2 separate regions of the Delphinus delphis genome follow, and region 2 is linked to region 1. A link is a contact called in public Hi-C data. All regions are on one chromosome and are shown on one strand. The core of a region is the stretch at or near the end of the contact, and the rest is flanking DNA. Distances in the headings are between cores, read along the strand shown. Region 1 holds the start of ZNF235 (zinc finger protein 235). Region 2 holds the start of LOC138413844 (zinc finger protein 234-like).

The links. A called contact is a pair of places that touch in the nucleus more often than the background predicts.
Region 2: a Hi-C map of lung shows a contact between it and region 1, with 6 times the contacts expected there. The contact joins the promoter of LOC138413844 here to the promoter of ZNF235 in region 1. A contact is called at or near these places in 2 of 3 Hi-C or Micro-C datasets (lung and muscle).

The regions. Positions count from the first base shown.
Region 1 is chr20:10,725,608-10,728,701 of mDelDel1.2, reverse strand. It overlaps ZNF235 (zinc finger protein 235), which reads right to left and starts at 1,421. Exons shown (of 6, transcript XM_059999547.1): 1 at 1,319-1,421; 2 at 941-980. The coding sequence starts at 1,410.
Region 2 is chr20:10,933,465-10,936,558 of mDelDel1.2, reverse strand. LOC138413844 (zinc finger protein 234-like) reads left to right here and starts at 1,549. Exons shown (of 5, transcript XM_059999557.2): 1 at 1,549-1,642; 2 at 2,220-2,290.

The DNA.
Region 1 (3,094 bases), core at 172-2,671:
TTCAAAGAAAATTACTGGCAGCAAAGTATCGGAATTTTGGAAAACTTGTATCACTGAGAGCTTGACAGCCTCCCAGTGCTTAAAGACTTAAGGTCTTTAGAGACAGAACTTTTCTGATGAGACTGGTGATGGTATTGACAAATATGATTTTTTAAAATCTTGTAAAATCAAATGTGTCAATATTTGAAATATCTGTAAAACTCGGCCATTAACATTTTCCAATTGAGCGATGCATCATTTCATAAAACCATTAATGGATGAAAGACTCAAAGTACACAAAATACAAAACTGACCAAAGGGTTGTAATGTAATGTAGTACAAAAAGTCCTCTGATATGGTTTCAGATTCCACATAACCTTAAGAAACTATCACTTGTGGCTCTTGGGTGCAGTATCAAAGGAGAATATTATCTGTAAAGTCTATTAAAATAATCCTTTCTTTCCTAACTATAACTGTGGGAGGCTGCATTTTCTTCATCACTTTAACCAAAACAGTATCTCACAACAGATAGCACAAGAGAACATGAAAATCCAGCTATTTTTCTTATAAAAAGTCAAGAATTAAAGAGATATGCAAAAATGTAAAACATCGCTACTCTTCTCATTAAATATGTATATGGAAATACAGTTTTCTCATAAAAGCTAGTTCTGCTATAGGTTTATTTAAAAAAATAGATTAATAAAAAATTTTAAAGTAAGTTTTTAAAAGTATTACTATTCCTGAACAGTAAATACACTTTTCATAGGGCTACTCTAAACGTAATTTGTATAAAGCCCTTAGACTGGAACTTAACAACTAAGGCTTAATTATTGGCATCGCTCACAACCAAATAAATACACAACCTACCTTTTCTTCCATTTATGTGAACATCTTTTACAGAAGAAGAATGCCAAGTCCTACTCACGTGGGGCCCTGGGCCAGGAGCCAAGGGGTTACTTACCCCCTGCACTTCGGTGCAAGTCCTTCTTGTGAAGTCAGGGCTGGGGAAGGAAAGGAGGCTGTGAAATATCACCATTGCCCTAATGAACTACAAAGGACATTCCAAAACTACTAGGAAGGTACTGCTATCAACCCATTTAACAGATGAGCACACAAAGGCACAGAGAGATTAAATAACTTGCCCAATGTTATACTGCCAGAAAGTGGCTGACACGTGGGGGAGGCGAGTTGGGGGAGCTGAGCGCGGGAAAGACTGCAACCCGGACCCGCGCCCAACTCCGGGACAGGAGAATCTCCCCAAACTCGAGACGACTTCGCCTAACTGAACTAAAACTGTCGTCCTTACATCTCAAATATCCGCTTTTCCCCTTAAACTCACAACCGGGTTGCTGTTGCTCGAGAGCAACTCGAAGAAGTTCCGAAGGGTGGCGGGACGCGAAACTGACGATCATTACTCGAAAAGATGGTCATAACCTCGCCCACCTGGGCCGGAAGTGCCTGCAACTACCAGGAGCCCTAGATCAACATTTCCCAGAATTCCCCATCACGGCCCTTTGGGAACGGAAGTGCCTGGGACTACACGGAGTTCCTGGACTACACTTCCCAGAATGCCCGAGGACAACATCCACAGCCCCGCCCATCGGGGCGGAAGTGCCTGCGAGTACTCGGAGCTCCTGAGACGTGTTTCCCAGAATGCCGAGGGGGAGCGCTGTCCACGGTCCTGCCTGCCTGGTGCAAAAGTGCTTGCAGTCGTTGGGAGCGCCTGGACCACACTTCCTACAGTGCCCTAGGGCAACAATGACTACAGCTTCGGCTTCCTGGGCGGAAATGTGCATTACTACACTGAGTACATAGATTAAATTTCCCAGAGTCCTGGAGGGGAAAATATTCTATAGACATGGTGTTCTGGAGCCCAAATGTCTCCAAAAGACCCCAGAGCTCCAGTGGACTGAGTGCCACTGACCTGCTTGCCTGGACAGAAGTTTCTTTTTCTAGATCTGGATCTTCTAGACCAGTTTCCAGAGTGGCTGCATGGGGGTGCTTCCTGCCATGCAGCCCTTTGGTGTTGCAAATAATTGGGTTCAGTTTGGATGAATTCTGTGCTGCTGGTTGAGCCCAGTTTTCCCTTTTCTTTTTCTCACTCCCCCCCCCCCACCTTTCTCATATAACTATACTAATAAGCGGTTGTCAAGGAAATATGTTGTATAGGAGAGAAAAGTGAAGCTTGAAATATGGAAAGAAAATAAAAATCATCATAGAGTGGGAGCGATGTGTGGGTTAAAAACGGAGATCTTGAAAGAGGATTGGCCTGAACTGCACTGAACAATTTAAGGAACACAAGATCTCAGTCTTACCTTGACTGGATTGCCTTCTTTGTTCCATGTGTACCTGGATACATCTGGAACTCTTAACGGTGTCAGCTAGGGTGGGCTGTTGATTCCGAAGTACCAAGAAATCACAAAAAGGCAAATGTTCATCAGGTCATAATGCAGAAACATTAAAAACGTCCAGCATTTCCTTGGTTTTAATTTCTCACTTTAAAAGTGAATGAAAGCTGCACTGGCAGGGAACTGGAATAAACACTGCAATATTGAAAGGGGTAAATCCTACATAAAATCTTGAGAATATTTCTTTTTTGAGTTTATCTTCAGATATTATATCACCTACTACCAACCTGATCTTTGCACAGTAAATCCAATAAATTAATAACATGCTTTAGTATTCCACAAGCCAGCTGAAATCAGAGAGGCCATGATTTATCCTGTGAGATAAGAGCTCAAGTCCAGAAAAACTGTAGAACAACAAAAACTACCACCACCAAAACCAAATCCAAACCAAAACAAACAAAAAACCCCACAAAACCCCAAACCCAGAAAGGTTGTCCTGTCTACTTTTCTCTTGCATAAGAATGAAATATTCTATTATGAAAACTTTAAAAAACACGAGTGGAGAAAAAAGTTAAATGTGCATAAACTCATCTTACAGATTAAATGTTATTGATGTGTTGCCCCACATGCTTCATCTAACTCTTTTTTCTTCCTTTTTTATTATTGAAATAAAGTACAGATCCATGACATCTTGTCATTTCTCCCTAAAATATTTTCATATATTTCTCAAAAACATAAGGACATTTATTTGCATAACCACAATATTA
Region 2 (3,094 bases), core at 300-2,799, 210 kb before region 1:
TATGTTGATAGGCATATGTGTTGACATGTTTACAGAGAGAAAAAAAATCTGGTTATCTTCAAGGGGAAGGAATCTAGGTGCATCCCCCTCTCCCCCATTTTGCTTTATACAATTTTTAATTGGCTTCCAATAACATGTGTTTTTATTTATTTTTTTAAAATTTATTTTATTTATCTTTGGCTGCGTTGGGTCTTTGTTGCTGCGTAAGGGCTTTCTCTAGTTGCATCGAGCGGGGGCTACTCTTCATTTTGGTGCACAAGCTCCTCATTGCGGTGGCTTCTCTTGTTGTGGAGCACAGGCTCTAGGCGCACCGGCTTCAGTAGTTGTGGCGCACGGGCTTAGTTGCTCCGTAGCATGTGGGATCTTCCGGGACCAGGGCTCGGACCTGTGTCCCCTGCACTGGCAGGTAGATTCTTAACCAGTGCGCCACCACGGAAGTCCCAACATATGTGTTTTTAAATTGCTCACTATAATAAAGATTTTAACCAGAAAATATAAAGGAAAAAACTCAGTAAAAAACATTCTCCATCAATAGAATCCTCCCCAGTGCTTTAGCATTTTGGCTTTGGGAGTCAGAATGACTCCAATGCCAAGCTCTTCAGCCTTCATTATGCTTGCTTTGAGATAGCTGACAGTTTCTTAACGTCTCTGAAATTTGGTGTTCTCACCTCCAAAGTAGGGATCATAACTTCAATGAAAAGTTTAAATGAGGGAAGAGCACTTTTCCATGAGGACAAGCTTCCACTTTGGCCCTCTCAAGTTGTTTTTCCTGAAAAACCAGTGGTACCACAGGGTCTGGTACCTTCTTCGATCCTCCTGGTCCCTCCCAAATCATTCTACCTCGCCTATTCTTTGACCTCTCAGTTTTAGCCTCATATTGTCAGATTATATTCAAATCAAACTACTTTCAATCACCTAGTGTTCCCTAAACAGTCATCCCCCCTTAACTTCTTTCTTTTTTATTTAAAAAAAAATTGTGGCTGCGGCATGCGGGATCTTAGTTCCCAACCAGGGATCAAATCCTTGTCAAGGTCCTGGAGTGGGAACGTCCAGTCCTAGCCACTGGACGGCCAAGGAAGTCTCCCAACCTGTTAATTTCTTGAAGATTGCATCTCCTCACTTGTTCCCTTTCCAACAATACTCCTGCCATAATTGGAGGCATTTCGACTTCAGAAAGTCGTGTCTATGGAACATTTTCGCTGGAGGACTCAGGGAAACGTAATGCAGACTCTCAGTGTAGGAATCCGCCTTTCCACCCCGGAAGTTGGGACTTGGCGGGAATCTTTTCTCTCTGGCATTTTGGGAACCGTAGTCAAGGAGCTTCCCGTAGTCTTCCTGGAAAGTGAGCCTCTGGACTGTTTTCCTCGGCATTCTGGGAGATGTAGTCCAGGCACTGTGTAGTCGCTCGCACTTCCGCTCAGGAAGGCGGATCTGACGAATTCTGGGAAGTGTAGTCCAGAAGCCCGGTGGACTCGTAGGCACTTCCGTTCCCGGAGTGGGCGGGTTGCCGGTGTGTTTTCTGTGGGCCTGTGCGTCTGTTCCGCGTCTCGCTGGCCCTTGCGAGCTTCCTGTGTCTCCGCTTGGGACGCGCAACCACCTGGCAATCGATTTAGGGGAAAAGAATCCTCGGCGGAGAATGCAGGTGCGGAGGGGCGAGGGCGGCCGTGTACGTGCCCCTCGGCGGAGCCTCTGTGCGTTTGGGGCGTTCTCGAAACCCCAAGAGGGGACTGGCTACGCTCGCGTATCCCCTAGATTGGGAATTTCCGCGGCTCTCACCTCGCCCAGTCCGCCTCCCTACACCTTCCACGCGCGCTTCCACTTCCTCGCGTGGGGAGTTAATCTCCCTGTGCCTCCCGTTGCTTTTCTTTAAAATGTTAGGGCCTTCCTAGAAGAATTGTTTTGGGAATTGAAAAAGGTGGTACAAATAGAAATCTTAAATTCCTGGCACGTAGTGAATGATGATTTCTTCTTGGTGTTAATTTCTCGAGGAGCGGTCAGGTCCCCTGGTTAGGGTCAGAAATCCAGCTTCAATGACACTTGCCCTTCTCTCTATCTCTGCGTGACGTTGGATAATCCCGGACCCCTTCTGACTCTTTTGGAGGGGAAGGTTCCGGATTGCTCGGAATTGCTTCTAGATTGCTCGGAGGGAGGGAAAGCTTTAACTTTTATGGGGACGGGGACTCAATCGTGACACTTCATAGCATTCTTTCTTTCTCCAGCGTGATTTCTCAAAAAGGACCACACGGAGGTAGAGGGAGTGACCCTGAGCTACATGATAGCAAAGCTCCACGTGAGTGGGACTTGACAGTTTTGTTTTACAATGATCTTCACATCAGTCAGAGAATGTGTAGGATGTGTAATTGGACATGAGTATTGAGAGTAATTAATCCTTAACTGTTAACTTAAGTGATGAGGGCTTTACACAAATAAATACATTATGTCACACCATGGCTCCGTGAAGAAATATTGCTCTTTTCCTGTTTTGAAAAATGAGATTGAGACCCAGGGAGCTGAAAGTTATTTGCCCATAGTCACCCACCAAGTAAGAGGCTGAGGTGGGGTTGGAATTCAGGCAGTCTGAGTCCAGAGCTTGCGTTCATAATCTTTTGGATGTAATTCTCCTTAAGCTTTAGGAACTAGGTGGAATCAAGCAGTTTAATCAGAACTTGATTGTGAGGGACCTTAACATCAAATAAAATGGGCTTGGACTTTTCTGAGTTTTTCAAAATATCATCAACTATTTTGTTTCACTTGTTACAAATAATATTTCTTATTCTCGTAGAACTGTATCATTGTGGAACATTCAGAAATTAAAGAAATTTGAGAGAAAAAAATTGTTTAATTACTTATTAATCCAGGGTGTAAAGATAGCAACAGTTAAGCTTCTAATGCATTTCTGTTTGGTGATTCTTTTTGTGTATTTGTTTATAAACATTTTACAGATTTTATTTTATCCTACCTTTCTCAGTGATTTTTCCCTTATGTGTTTTAAGTATGGAGATTTCCAAAACTGACAAGAAAGAATAAACTAATGAACTTCCATGTAATTTAATGATCAGTCTTACTATTTTCATTATTATTGTTATTCCTGTGA